Regions from separate parts of the Oryzias latipes genome. Here region 2 is linked to region 1. A link is a contact called in public Hi-C data. All regions are on one chromosome and are shown on one strand. Each heading gives the region's core, a stretch centred on a gene start, on an enhancer-like site or on the middle of the called end of the contact. The rest is flanking DNA. Distances are from core to core; before and after follow the strand shown. Region 1 has its middle 11 kb from the start of LOC101160822. Region 2 holds the start of LOC101171679 (adhesion G protein-coupled receptor B1).

Region 1 (7,816 bases), core at 3,071-5,570:
TTTTCAAACAGGCAGCTTTTTTGTTGATTTTCTCTCTATGCCATCCACTCTGTTTTTTGGTCGCCTTGGGATGACGGACAGGTTGAAGTCATTTTCAGAAAAATCAGCAAAAGTACATTTTTGAATTTCCTTAACTGAGGTTTTTTTTTTTTTTTGCACGCCCACATTCCTTATATGTTCACATTGAATGTTGTATCATTTCATCCAGCTTTAGATAAGGTTTCATTCACTTTTCATAAAATTTCTGGTAAAAAATATGCGAGTAACAGGGAAACGCCACTTTTGCGAACAGCATTCAAAGTCTACAACTTTTAATTCCAACATTTTTCTCCTAAGGAGCTTCCGAATGATGTTCAAGAAGTCAGGAGGACAGATTGAATTTCATAGGAGATTGGGACTAAAAGTGATTGTACTTTTATTTTTTGGAGGGTGGGGCTCAAGATGGCTGCCTCTTTCCGAGGGCTGTACATTATGTGCAAAATTCCTTTTCACCGGGTACCAGGTGCACATTTTAAAGAGTGTTCGAGTTTGTGGTGGGTCGCAAATTTCCCCTCAAAGGCGCAGAAAGAAAGAAGAATTGTAAAAACAGGTCCTTCAGTCCAGCTGCGGCTGTGGCTGCGAGAATAAATACGGGTGAAAAACCCTCCATGTCTTCTGTACCTCCAAAAGTGACATCTTTCCAGAAGATGTCCGTGTACAAGTGGTAACTTGTTGTGAGCAATTAGAAACTGAAGTGTCACATTTATTTGGCCCAGATCCTGAAGAGCGGCATCATTAATGTGCGGCGTGGATAACGCGTGGATGGATTCAATCAGGCGGCGCGGGGGTCTTCAGTGGAATAAAAACCATTAGCAGAAACAATCCCAGCAGAAGCTTCAAGTCATCAGGCAGATGCCGACTAATTGAACCTGATAGCAGCATTTCTGACTCTGCAGAGAAAACCAATTCAACCTACTTGTCCCCGTCTGGTTTCAAGTGAATTTAAACGGTACGTGTCCTACATCCTGATGAACCCGTAACCATGGAGACCAACTTGTTCAGAGCACCACTCTCCGACACTTTCTACTTAAATGTGTGTGTTTCTTTCTGCTTGACTTGCCTTTGCAAAGGCCGTGGACCCGTTATGCCGTGTTGAGTGACAGCAAAATGATAGGCAGCGTTCTTTTACGTGCGGCGAGACTTTTCCTGAATGAAAGATTCGTGCCCACTGACAGTGCTGACATGTCTGAGACTGCACCTTCATTCATGTTTTTCTTCCTTTGCTTGTAGAAGCTCCAACAAAAGAGGGTTTACTCCTTTTGCTCCACGCCACCAACGCATTTCTGCATGTTTTGCTTAATTTAGGCTTCGTTTTTTGCCTGTCAGTGGCTCAACACGGAGCATATTTATGTTTAACCAGCTAGTGGGAGGCTGTCGAGAAACAATTGTTGCAGGCCGTCCATCAAAAGCGTTATAAAACCTTCTCCAAACAACAAGGAGCTCTTTCTGCAGCAAAAGAAAAGATGATTCTTTACGGGATTGTTAACCTTTCTGAAGGTGGACACCTCTGCAAGCTCACCCCATTTGCAGACGGCAAGAACTAGCAAGAGGCTGTGTGACTAATGCAAAAGTTTGAAACTGTGAAAAAGTCATTTGGGAATTGTTGTGCAGATTCTGGTCTTGGACAACGTGCAAGCTTCATTATAACATCTTTCGCACTTTGTTCCACCTGTAAGAGGACTTTGTTTCACTGACCACGGCGCTGTGAAATGTGGCGCTCTGCAGTGGCTTTATGTCTGTGTCCCCAGAGGTGGTTCTAGAGCTCAGTCGCAGGGCAAAACCACAACAGCAGCCTGATGTGACGGTGGCCGCGCCGCAGCATTTGGAATCAGGAGGCGGCAGGGGCAGTTTTACATCCCAAGATGTTTTAAGAAAAAGTCAAACTTTTATAGCAACCGGACAATTTTTCTCCAAGAGTTGACCAGGCGGCTGGTGGTACTCGGTATGGATGGCCGCCGTCTGGAGACGTCTATCCATCCTCCAATCAGAGCTGCTGCCGGACGGCGATCCGACTGCCACCACCCTGTGGCCGCCCAGCTGTTGCCCAATTTCGTAACGGCATCATCTCTGCCTGACTGACTAGCCGCCGTCCAAATTCATGACCATGCCAAAATCTTGAACATGCCCTCCCTAGGGCGTGGTGGCAGTTGTATTTGGGACTGTGACATTAGTTTGTGTTACCTATTCTATTCAAATATTTAGATCAAAGCTTGATCTGTATTTTTTTTTTCCTTTCCTCCACAGACTGCTGCAGTAAATGGTCTTTCCTCTGCCAGAGCAGCAGCTAAAACCAAATCTGCCGCTAAAGGGGAGCGAGGAGGGCAATCTTTGTTTCACCTGAAGTGTGATTATAGCCACGACTACAGTAACAAACCCTGATTTTCCTACATTAGACTTGAAAGGAAACCTGTTCAGACAAATTGTTCCTTTAAAACCATGTCCAGAAATACAGGCGAGGAAGTCGTAGCGACCACCAAAATAACCTCTACGAACTCTTACAAAGGGCTTTCTTTAAGCAATTTTATTGCACTAAAAAAAGAAAAAGGTTCAAGTTTGAAGTAAAAGTGTCTTAAAATTAGAAACTGAGAAACTTCAGGTCAGACTATTTTTTTTCTTTTAGCAAAACCTCAGATCTTGTTAGTTGTGTGTAATGGTGTGAACTTGTGAGAACACACTAATATACTGAACTGTCAAAAATAACACAATGCAAAGATTGCTTTTAGACTTTATAAGGAAAAAAATGCACAAAATAAAGGATAAATTCTTATTTATTTACAGTAAAAAATCTGATTGTTTTGTGATGTGTGGCAAAACACGTCAACCTACATTTAACCCGTATTTATCTTTAAAAGAAACAAAAATGATCAAAATCATTTTTAAAATAAGCTGAATAACGAGCAAAGACAATTCTATGAACAGCCAGTGGATAAAACAAGTTATTAAGATAATTTCATCACGGGCCCCTTCAAAACAAAATAAATGGCTGAAACTTTGAAGAAAATCTGCATAAAACCAACAAAACAAAATGGTTACTCCTAAAACTGAGACAGAGAACGGAAATCTTTTTTATACTTTCTAAGAACGCCGTCTAAAACTTTTGTCTTTGCTGAACAACCAGAAAAACGCTGTAAAGACGATTCAAAAAAAGTAACACACAAATATCTTTGTGAATAAAAAATTGTACATTAGGTTTAAACGCGGGACAGAAATTGAGTTAAAGATGTATTAAAAAAAAAAAAATCTCTTTTTAATCAAATGTTCTGGTTTGAATTAAACATTTTGTTTTCTTCATGATTGTTAGATTATACATTTTTGTGTGGATTTTTGTGCAGAGCCTTTGTTGCGTGGGAATTGGAACTGCATCTAATGGTTCAGGCAGATGCAGACAGGAAAGAAAAAATGAATGAAGACAATCTTGGAGACACAAATGTTAAATCGTAGTTTCGGTCTTTGAAACATATCAATGAAAAATAACTTTAAGGGTGTTTTCAGATCGGACACATTTGGTTCGCTTAAAATGAACCGGGGTTAGGGTTGCGTCCAAGCAGACCTTTGTTCAGCATCTCTGCTGTTCTGACTGTCAGACATGAAATTCTTCAAACACCATAAAACACCATAAAACACAATAAAACACAGTGATACACAGTCATACACAGTAACACAGTAAAATACAGTAGCTCTGTATTTTCACAATCTTAAAGAATGTTTGCAAATCATTTTCTCAGTATGACAAAGCATTTTGTTTACGGTTATTGTTTTCAATCCAAACTATTAGAATCTTTTAACACTTGCAGGAGATTAAAGTTTATACTAAATAATTGATTTCACAACAATTCAAAAGAGTCACTCAAGGAGTTTCCTCGTTTCTTCCACATCCATTCAAACTTGATTTATAGAATATTCGTACGCTCTTTTAGGTTTCAGCTGAGTGATCTAATGTCAGAGCGACTTTCTCTTGCTAAATTCTGAATTTAAAGAATCAACTGTTCCCTAAATGTAGGCGTTTAATTGAGATGCTACGTGTTGGTTCTCTGAACAAAACATCCTCTGATTGCTTTTCTTTTTTTGGTTTCTAATTCCCCAAAAGGGTCTATTTGCAGCTATATTTTAGGTCTCCGTGTCCTGAAATGACCTGGTTTCAGGGCGAAGAAGTGGCAGTAAACCAGCCATCATTAGGGCTAATGCTGGAGACAGTATTCTTGGGACTATCTTTAGAGGGAGCAACCACCAATTTAGCAGCATGGAGAACCAATTTTGATCTCCAGTGAACACTAAAGGCCAAGTCTATTCATGGTTCGCCTTGGACTATTTTGAGCTCCTTGGAAATAAACTGAGCACATGTGTGTGGCACATGCGTTAAGACCGGCCCATTGTAGAGACAGGGTGTGGGAGTCGTCAAGTTTTTTTTAACCCAATGACCAACAAAAGACGTTTCATAAGGAACTAGTGCTGCCCCCTTTTCCAGTCCTCTTTTGTGTTGGAACACCAAATTAAACCAGAGAGGTACGCACACAGGCTGAACAACACAACAAAGCTAAGAAAGTGTTATATAACTGTCTCCAAATAATCCACAGTTATGAAAAAGTACTCTTCAGATTTTACTATTCAAAAATCCTTTCTTGTCTGAGCGTGGAGACGTCTTTGAGTTCATCCTTAAGTTATTTTTCCGACATCACTGAGCTTTGTACCTTTAATTTTGAACTGGAACATTTGGATTCATCAACTACTAAAAAAGATTTCAGACGTTTTTTGTTTTTTTTTCTGTAGAAAGATGAGACCAAAGAGATGTTGTCAGGTGATTAAATTATAATTGAGCAGAATTAAACAATCTGTAACTTCTTAAAGCTTTTGGCCCCGCTCTCCGTACTGGTGGACACGCAGGAAATGTTCAGATCGTAGATCGCTCAGTGAGTGACAATTTTCATGCACATTTATTCAGTCATGCTGCGGGCGGCGGGTCGCAGAGAACACTTATACAACACGTTAGAGTGACGTAGGAGAGGCTACGTTTTTTGCACCAGATTTGTCACATTTTCCACCCCCAAGATGCAGCGGACCGTGCAAAGAGCCTGTTAGTGCTGCTCACGTGATACGTGAGCGCTCTTTGCTGATGCCTGACTTTAAAGATGCGTTTAAATAGTAAATGGCGTATACTTGTGTGCTATACCTTCCTCGAAGGCCCAAAGCGCTTTACAGTCACACACACATCCACACACTTATGGCGGCTCCGCTGCCAAACACTGGCGCCAACCTTCCACCAGAGAGTGGGGTTCAGTGTCTTGCCCAGGGACACTTCGACACATGGGCAGGCAGAGCAGGAATTGAACCTACAATATTCATATCTGAGGTCGACCGCCCTACCACTACACCACAGCCACATGCATTACACTGAACGAGATTCGTGCAGCAGAGGCGGGCGGTTTCAATGTCAAGTGAATGGTGCTGATGCGATCAGAGAGGTCCTGCGGCGCCATCTGAGCAGCCCTACGCTTAGATGGCGGCGCTGCTGGTGCCGGACTAACTCAGTGCAGTTATGGCGGCGCCTCCAGGGCCCAAATGTTTGAACTTTGGCGAGGTCGCCACACTGCGCCAACCAGAGACTCTGCTTAAGGCATTAATGGCTCTTCAGCAAGAAACGTAATTGAACTGAACATCCACAACCAGATTTTAGCAAAAACCAAGGTTAGGAGCAGGTTAATCTTGTTTCTCTGCACACCTGAGCGATCCAAAATGGCCATAAATGTGCCTGCATGATCCCTCAAGCCTGACTAAAGGCTGCTCATGCAACCGGACGGACACATGTGCAACAGAAAAGCTGAGGAATCCGGGGTTTCTTTGGATGAACATGAGCAAAAAGTGTTATGAACTTCATTAGACATGTGCATGGATGCTGCCTAAAACTTTGAGAAAAGAAGAAACAAAAAAAAAGTCACACATAAACCTCTCTTTTACAAAAATGGGCAAAGTAGGGATTTAAACATTTTAATTTGTTTCATGGTGAAATTGCAGAAAAAGCGAATCTAATACTTTAAGGGCTGCATTTGGAAACTGCTGCCTTCCTGTCATTTTTGCAGACAAACCCCAGCATCTAATGGCTTTCACTCCTATGCTTCTACTGCTTCTGCAGATTTGTCGTATATGTAATTTAGCCTTTTGTCTTCTACAGGTGCCAAATCCATCTTCAGCAGCAGTGGGAGGGATTGTTTCAGCCAAATTGCATGCAAATGACCTTGTCTCATTTGCACACTTCCTGTGGACAAATAGAAGTTTTGAGCAGAGAAAGTCTGAATCACTCCTGCTGCAAGTGCCCCCCCCCCCCTCTCCTTCACAAACAAATGAAGGGAAAACACCCGAAACACTGAAGTGAACCCATGAAAGCAGAGAGTCACTCACCTCCCCATCCTAAAAAATGTGAATGTTTTTAAACTACTTTTTTCTCTCTCTGTCGGTAAAACATGTCCAAAAAACCTTTGCCAACAGGAAACCCGTTTCCATGGGAACCGCTCTCTTTTGGAGAGAGAGGGTCTTGCAGCTCACACAGAAAGATTTTCAACTACATACTGCTAAGTGCTTCTGCAGGGAGACTTGCAGAGGTGATGTTTAGTTAGTCACTGGCTCGAATGCTAAAGACAATTGTTTAAACAATGACGCTGATTGCAGGGAAACCTTTGTTTAATCAAAAGGAGAGTCGTGCACAACAAGCTGGTGCTGCAGAGACAATAAATTTACCCCGAACTGTCTTTTTGTTTGCATTTAACTCTTTACACATGCTTTTTTTTCCCCAAACTTATAAGTTGTGATTTGTCATAGTGTAATAACAGTGTTTTCTTGCAAAGATGCTGCAGGTTAGATTTCTTTTATTTTATTTTATTTTGCACTTTTGTGCAAAAAGTGCAGAACTTTCTGGAACAGTGAAAGTAGATCCAAATGCAGGACGCAGGACTAAAACTTTGAGACAGAAAAAAGATTTAAAAGAAGAAAGGAAGAACCAATAGGGTAACAATAGCTGACCTGGCAACCAAACTCCAAAGGATGACGACCAAAATGAGACGGGTGTGGAAAATGAACAATTACAACCAGGTGAAATCTGAAAACAGAACAGTTTGCACCAATCCTCACCAAAAGCAAAAGAGCTTTTTATTTTGAAAATGTGGCTTTATTAACAAAAAAAGGAGGAGAACATATGTTAGAAGTTTTTAATTAATTTCAAAAATCACACAGAAAAGAAAAATGTGAGGTGCTTTGGAAATAAAGCCTGTGGGTGACGGCTGTCTGAGCAGATGAGATGAATGAACACTGCCCCCTAGTGTCAGCCTCAGATGTGTGGTGGGGGGGCCAGAGAATCTCACACAGAAGATGTTTTAGATTTAGATTTTTTTTGTGTAATTCTGACAAAACGTGCCTTTTAAACTCAAGCAATAATTTTTTTCCTTTGGTATGAATTCATGTCTCCGCCCTTCAGGTCAAAGTGTCTTTCTACCAAAGAAACACAAGAATAAATTTTCTTATGAGTCTCCAGAAAACAGGAAGTCATAAACCAAACAAAAAGGGTCAGAATCTTTATTTTGAAAAGTCAAAATCAAACCTCTGACATGCGGACGTCCTGTCCTTCGTTCCCCGGCCTGACTGTTGATGTGCTCTGACATCATGAGTGACCCACAAGGGCCCCAGAGTTTGTTCAACCAAGCGTCTGCTTTCCTTCTTCTACAGGGATTCAGGATGAGACTCCAGGGAGATCTTCAGGAAAACAGTCGATGCAACAAGAGTTTGTTTTTTG
Region 2 (7,816 bases), core at 1,704-4,203, 100 kb before region 1:
AACCCCTCCAAGGAACTGATGGACTCGTAGTTTTTAGAACAACAGACAATCTGTCATTTCTGAATCAGAGGGATCTGCAGAAGAGCAAAAGAAATAAATAAAATAAGAATCTGTCAGAAAAAAAACACATATGTCTGCAGGAAAGGATATCTTTCAAATGCAAGTTCCTCACAGTATTCATGAGATGTCACTTAGTTGGATTTATGGTTGAGCTAATATTTATGCAAAATGGATCTGCCTCTGATCTGCATCACAGTGCTTCAGGGTACGTTTGGTGATCTAAATGCTCTGTTCTCTGGAACATAATTGCTGCGGCAGTACAATTACAGTCCTTCACAGCAAGCTGGTATCTCCAAGCTTCTGCTCTTTCCTCCCCCACACTGAACTGTGTGCGTCAGTCTGACGTCCATGCAAGCTTCGCCACTGGCAACACTAATGTTTGGCACTTTATTATTTGTGCAATGCATTCCTCCTGTTATTCAGCAGTAAACAACAGCAGGGGTTAGACCGTGTCCTCGCACAATTATGTACTTTGCACAAACATGTTAGTGGCTTTTTTATGTTTCTGCCTTACATAAAGGGGCACAAAGTTGCAATAACTGTTTGCATGTTAAGATAAATTTGTGCATGTTCATGCAAAAACAGTTTTTATGCTTTTTTTTCCCCCTTGCAGCGTCTTGTCTGGATGTTTTTTTTTTTTTTTTACGTCAGTCTCTTTGCATTTTTGCATCGGCAAATCTTTGGGTAACTGTTGCTCTGAAGCACCTTCACCTGCCGAGCTGAAGAGCGGTGCTCACGCGCTTTAGCAGATCCTCTTCAGAGCCTGGACTGAGGAGTCAATGCTGTTGCTCAGCAACAATTTTCACATGCAGCCAGGACAAGTTTCTAGCTTCGTCATGTCTCTATGCTTTCTCCGTTTTTACCCGTCACCCCCTTTGCTATAATTTGTCAAGATAATCTGAGAAACATCATTTATAGGAATTAAATAATAATTATGCATAGGTAAAGCTCGCATTTCATTGTAAAGTGACAGTCACCGGGAGAAGCACCTGCACTTTTCATGCAGGCAGACTCATAATTATGTGTCTCACATCCCTCCTTCCCTCTCAGTATCCCTCTCCTCTCTGTGAGCAAGGCAGCAAAGACCTCTCTTATGTGTGGGCCCCCCCTCCCGCCCACTAACAACCGGAAGCTCCATGAATGGGCATTGATGAGCAACAGGGTGGAAAGAACTGTCCAGCTTTGGCGGCAGAACTCTTTCTCCTCACACTGTCCCACCCCGCCCTCCCCAACTTGTGAATGCCCTCCTACTGCTTGTCCGCTTGCTGTCGTCAACATTTTTTTCCTTCTTTTTTTTTTTTTTTGCAAAAGCTGCACAGTAAAGAGCAGGATGTGTGTTGTTATGGAGACGGGGCTTATTTTCTGCAGAACACAGCGTGTGTGGTGTATTTGCCAGAAGCCTGTGTCATCACCAATATGGTGAGCTTTCAAAATGTAGGTTTGAGAAATATAAACGTTGATGATATATGAATCAGATGTTTCTGGAGGGATGATAGGATGATGCAGGTGGTTGAGGAACTTCAGCATTTTGGCAACCAAAAGGATTTAAAACATTTTTCCCCCTGAAAATCCTCAAGCAATAATGAATTTTTGAGTAAATACAGATAACAATCAATCAGAAGCTGAAAATTGTGAAAATTATGATTTCTGCCAAACTTTTCTAAACTCAATCATTCGTGGAACAATCACTAATCTTCAGATCTGCATGTGCACAAAGAAGTCTTCTCCTTCTTGCATCTGATTGAGCAAAGGTCCTTGAAGAAAACTAAGGTTTACTCCTATTTGGCTCATGTTTTGTTGCCCAATCCGCTGCAAAAACTGGCACACGTGAAGGAAACTTCTCCACTCGATGCTTTGGTGCCCATCAGTGACGCATAAAAAATGATTAAAGGAAAATTTGAAAATCAAAACTACTTATTTGCTGCCCTTTAATGCTCTGCAGTACAAACCAAAGAGTTTCTGAAAATGACTTGTAGCTTTTTTCATTAACCTGCTTCACATGTCAGAATTTTAAAACCCAACCAAAATATAAATGAATTTATATCACAAAGTTTTGCAGAAATGGGAGTTGGGTGTCAGTGAGCTGCAGGAAAAAGCACCTCACCTTTCCTGCTGCTCACTGACATCCAAGTCCAATTTAAATCAGATCCACTGTGCATGAAAAGGATGTACATGTATGCATCAGCACGTTAGAGCAGATATATTAGTGCGCACGTGGTCAGAAATGTGCTAAAAACCAGTGCAAGTAAGTTAAAAAATCGCTGCTGAAGCTGCTTTGGAGTTTCAGCACCACGGACAGCGACTCAAAACATTCAAGTTTGCTTGAGCCCAGAGCCTCCTCCTGACGGCAGGGTTGCAAACCCCGTTCGTTTCAGCAGATATAAAAGAATGAAAACTTTTCTTTACCTTGAAAGAAGCGTCTTTGAAGTCTCGTCAGTGGCTCTCTGACCGGTTGTCCCGGTTCCGGACGCGGGTAGCAGCTACTGAAAAGTCTGACTCGACTCAAAGTCTTCAGATCTGTTGACTGGCCAAAACTTTCGCAGAGTTGCCGAAAGGATGCGCCAGGTTCCAACCGCGACCCAAGAGGGTCGGTCCCAAGTTTCAGTGCAGTCCACTCTCACAAGCAAAGAAAAAATGTGGCGACTCTTACCAAACTCCAAAGAGTTTACTACCAACTTAGTTTAGTTGCTATGTCCAGAAGAACTGGCGGATAGCGGAGGTTCAAATCGGCAGCGTTGGAGCTCCAGCACAGTCCATAGAACCAAACGTTCTTCTCTCCAAGCTCCAAGAAAAAAAAATGTTGGTACTTCTACTCCCGGCTTCGGAGTCTTCTTGCTTGTGGTCTTTGCACTGCAAGTGGGTCCAGTCTGAGTGAAGCTCATGGCCTCCACGCGGTGGTATATATGCAACCCCGCCCCCCCAGCTCCAAGCTGGAGTGCGTGGACGGAGTACCGAAATGAATGAGACAGCACCGAGACGGAGAGGGAGGGGGGAGAGGAGTGTGCGGAGGAGACGCGCTTGTGTTTGGGTGCGCGCGCGCGCACGACTGTGTCAGAGCATGGAGGAGGGAGGGAGCGGGAGTCCGAAGGGAGGGGCGGGATCTGTGCAGAGACACGGAGACCAACGATTATGAACACCAACTACGCACATATCAACGCACAGCCAAAGGTAACCGGAAAGACGATCTGCGGAATAGGTGTGCCAGCACGCGGACGCAGCAAGCAATCACACACGCACACACACACACACACACACACATAGGTTCTTTAGATAAGAATGAGACGCCTCAGCATCACTACAAACACGGGAAGATGTGCGTTTGGCAAAAATGATTGTTCCAACTTTACGCATCGATCCATCTTTGATTTGACACGTGCAACGATTGTTCAAGGGTGATCGTAAACGTTTATTTTATTTGAAAGGACATTAAACATGTTATTGAAGTGGTGCATAAAACATGAGGCAAACTGGATGCGGTCATTCCGACACTCAAAATCGCCCAATAGAAAGTGAGGTGAGCTGCAGACATGTGCGGCACTGCAAGAGGGGCGCACTTCCTCTTTCTGCCTGCTCTTGAGGAAACACACACTCATAAACACATGCAGATTGTGCACACAGGAACAGACAGCCCTCCCTCTCCGCATTCATCCATCCATCCATCCATCCATCCATCCAGCCCTCCCTCCACGCTCCTGGTTGTCTCTCTCTGGGTGCTGTGGGCGGATCTGGGTAGTTCTCGAAGTGTGATAGGGATAACCTAACGTGGGTGTCCGACTGTTGCTGTAATGCTATTCCATGAAGCTCCACGTGTGAAAAGACATACATGGGAAGAAATGAATGACTGTCCTAACAGCATGAGTCAGGACGCGTAAAACAGAGGAGATGATCACTTTCGTGGCATTTTTAACTATTCCTCCCCAGTTTACACACAATACTGTGGGAGTTAGGAGTCACAGCAGTGTTGTGATGACATAAACCTCTTCATTTTCCTACTCTCAAAACGTTTATTTCAAAGATAATACACTAAGAAGTTTGTCCAAAAAAATACATGTGGGCTTGTTTACTATGTAAAAGTATCAGAAATGCTGAATTTTATTAACAGCCTGCAGAAAAAAGGAGATTAAAAATCGGATTAAATGTTAAATTTGACATCCTAATTTTAAAAGAAAAATTTGTTTTGAATTTTTTTTAAACAAAAGCCCTCTTCAGAGCTCTATTTTACTCTCATTTCTATTGAAAAAAAAACAACTAAAAGGAATCCTATTGTATTGTTTTTAAATATTTTCCTTAATTTCTGAACCCTTTTTGTCCTTCAGTTGTATAAAAAAAACAAAAACAAAATCTCAGCTACAGATGAAATACATCAGGGACAGTATTGACAATACAAAAAAATCTGCATGACGGTTTGTGCTGCTTGGACGGAAGTCATCGGGCGGGCTTTTGACGTCGACACCATGAGTAACAACAACAGCATTTGTATTTTTCACACATGCGCATGGATGAAATGTGTCACCGTGGGACAATGTGGTGAAGAAACTAACACAATAGTTTGTTATGCGCTGTACAACAACCGCCAAGCAGCGTAACTTCCATTCCAGTCAGCTTCTGTGGTTTGAAGCAATTACACTCAATCACTTCCATTTCTTCTTTATGACATCAATTTAAAGGAAATTTGTCAGAAATGTGGATTATTTTCTTACGAAGGCATTGTTTCCTAAACTGTTTACCTTTCTGTAATAGATTTGTGTTTGTAGGTGTGGGTTTTTGACCCATTCAAGTATAAATTGAGGATGGATTTTAGTTTTATTCATCCACTGTTGGAGCAGAAATTGGTCTTGTGTTTTCTTATGAACTACAGGAAGCTGCATAGAGTTTGACCCCTTGTTTATCAGCCTGTCTTCCTCCTAATGCATAATCACAGCAAGAGGCATACAGGAAGCCGGAGAAATAATGAGTTGTTGGTCTGGAAACCCGGATAAACGGAAGACGGAGAAAAAAAACAGCAGAAAAACACCAGACTGCTCCAGAACATAAGAAAACAAGGTGTTTGTTTTTTCTTTAACCAGGCCTTACATGAGACCGTTCTCATCATGCAGAACCATTTGAACCTATTGGGAGAGTAATTAACGCACTTTTCATGCGGGGCAAATAAACAACACGTTTCTCTTAAAAGCCTCAAAAGTGAATGCTTTTCCAGGGCACATTTGCAAAGGTGGCGTGGGCTGCTGCAGGCGCACTTACATAAAACAAATGTCCATATAAGTCGGCGTGGGAATAAAGTGTGTTAAGGAATCACCACGGCGCCTTTTCACCTATTGCCTCCGCGCTCCTTTGTAGGACATCCCTCTCCTAAAGCTGGTATTCTGAAAGCAGCATGAAACTCTCACGGGACCCAGAACAAACCAAAAGTCCAAACAGAGGACTGCCCCCACATTCAACTGACTCACAACATGATATTTTTCCCAGTAAAGTGGGAGAAAGTATGCTGAATTGTTTTTTTGTTTTTTGTTTTTCACAAAGAAATAGTGGATTAATGAGGAGATTTTAAGATCTTTTCCATCTTTCATTACATATTGCTTGAGCTGCACAAAGTACAGCTTGTTTGTCTTCTTCCCTCTGTGCTTTCCTGGATATTCCTGTTTGAAGCCATGACTGCATCTGAACCCTAGATGGGGCTGTTTTTGATGTAGCTGCTGCAGGCTGTGGCAGAGCAGACCATCAGCAGAGAAAAATAAGGTTTGTGCAAAGCAAAAGAGCCTTTTTCTAATAGAACAACACTATAAACTCATGGATGTAATGATCTTGTTTCTATAAACTGGAACTAATGCATCCTCTGGCTTAAATCCACACATGACGTAAATATTATTGTTGCAGGATAAACCTGCTGTTGCACATTAAGGCTTTTTTCTGCAAGTGTCAAAGTATTTAAATATTTTTTAACACCTGCAGGTAAAATTCTTCATCATTTTCTTTTTCACATCTGCTAGAGGTGGACAGGCCAGCCAAGGAGGAGAACAATAATTGATCCAAGGCCGAACACAGCAGTGTCCCGTGCTTCCAAAATGCTGCTCATCAGCCTGGTAGCACAGCAGATATAAATGTTCCCCTATTAGCTGGCGAAGACTGGGACAACAGGGACAAAAGAAAATGAAGAAATTGTGTTTTTTACTGATAAGACACAAACACATAAGTGCTGAATGATAATAAGGCAATAAATGTTGCCAGAAGTCCACAATTATAGTAATAAACAACAAGAACTTGATGTTTTCATGGAAAAAGGACAGTTTCCACTCACATCTGACTTCTACAGTGGAAGGTTTTAAAGACTTAAAAAATTTTGTATGCAGATTGACGGCCTAGATTTTCTTGTTTTGTGTTGATTTGCGTTAACTTAGAGATTCAAGAAGCAAACAGGAAAATTTTTCGATGTTTACAGGCACACGTGAAGCTCTAAAACATTTGAAATAATACAAGAAAAACTTTAGTAATTTGATTAGAGCTCTCATCCACGTGTAACATTACATACTATTACAATTGCTTGTAATTGTTCTTTTTATAACGAGAAAAGATGACAAAACAGAAGTTTAATGTGAAAACCATGCAAAAAATACAAGAGTAATGTTCCTTCTTTCTTTATCTGTCTGTGTTGATTCACAGCCTACATGAAGTACAGCAAATGGGGCTGAAGTCACCATTAATAAGCTCGGCATTACGGTGAGAACAAGGTGCCCTGTCTCTTCACTCCTCCTCCAGAGGAAAGCACAGATGAAGGAAAAGTCCTTCCACCATCAGTAAAGTTCATGCACTAAGATATATATTAAGATCTGTACACCATGAGTGGACACTTTATTTGTACAGAAAAAAACACTACGATTGTGATGAAAATACCGTCAAATAAATATTAATTTATAAATAAAGTAAAATTTTATGTATAAACCCCTTTTGGATCACAATTATTTTTTAAAGCCATCAATAAAAATCTATGGGCATAAATCTCTTATTGGGGTCAAAAAGTAAAAGAAGTTCAAAAAAATCCTGGAACAACACCAAAAAACAAGTGTTGGGATAATCCAAAGGAAGCTTTGAAATTATTATGGGATGGCCACAGGACCTACGGATTGGCGGCCAATTTGTTGCGAATTGTGAACTTGAACAATTTTACGTTTTGACACACAATGGGGGGAAAAAACAACACTTTAGTTTTAAATATCACACACATGCCACCAGCTTAACCAAAACTGAAGTTTCATTGACCTTTGACCTCGGGAACAGGCCACCATCTTGAATTTTCCAAGAAAAATCAACTTTAGCACCTTCTAGAAATTGAAACTCCTGGTGAGTGCAATCGATCGCCTTCTAACTCCTTGAGCTTCGTCTGGAAGCTACTTTGGACAAATGTTGGTTTTAAGATGTTTAGATTTTGAATGGGGTTAGCGTGGTCAGCTCGCAAAAACGCGCTTTCCCTGTTGCTCGCACATTTGTTACTGGAATATTGTGAACATTTAATGCATGAATCGTTGGCTCATACTGAATGAAATGATATGGCATACGACATGGACATATTAAGAATGGGGGCGTGGTTGACAAAAAACCTTCGTTGCCAAGGAAGTCCAAACATGTACTTTTGCTGTTTCTCTTAAAAATGACACAGACCTGTTCGTCACCCCAGAGCGACCAAAGAATAAAATTGTTGCTATGGAAATAAAACCAACATAAAAGATGCCATTTTGGACAAAAAAACGTTTTTTAATGAATT

What was found. Hi-C and Micro-C count contacts between places; a contact is called where the count stands out from the background.
Region 2: a contact with region 1 is called in a Hi-C map of fibroblasts, with 2.9 times the contacts expected there. The contact joins the promoter of LOC101171679 here to the enhancer-like site in region 1. A contact is called at or near these places in 3 of 5 Hi-C or Micro-C datasets (embryo and fibroblasts).

What each region holds. Positions count from the first base shown.
Region 1 is chr11:6,511,990-6,519,805 of ASM223467v1, reverse strand. No RefSeq gene overlaps it. Among protein-coding and RNA genes, the nearest start is that of LOC101160822, 11 kb to the right of the region's middle. Within about 2 kb of position 4,320, at least 2 of the 8 cell types and tissues checked have an H3K27ac peak or open chromatin away from gene starts, as enhancers often do.
Region 2 is chr11:6,611,776-6,619,591 of ASM223467v1, reverse strand. LOC101171679 (adhesion G protein-coupled receptor B1) reads right to left here and starts at 2,953. Exons shown (of 31, transcript XM_020706982.1): 1 at 2,467-2,953; 2 at 1-74.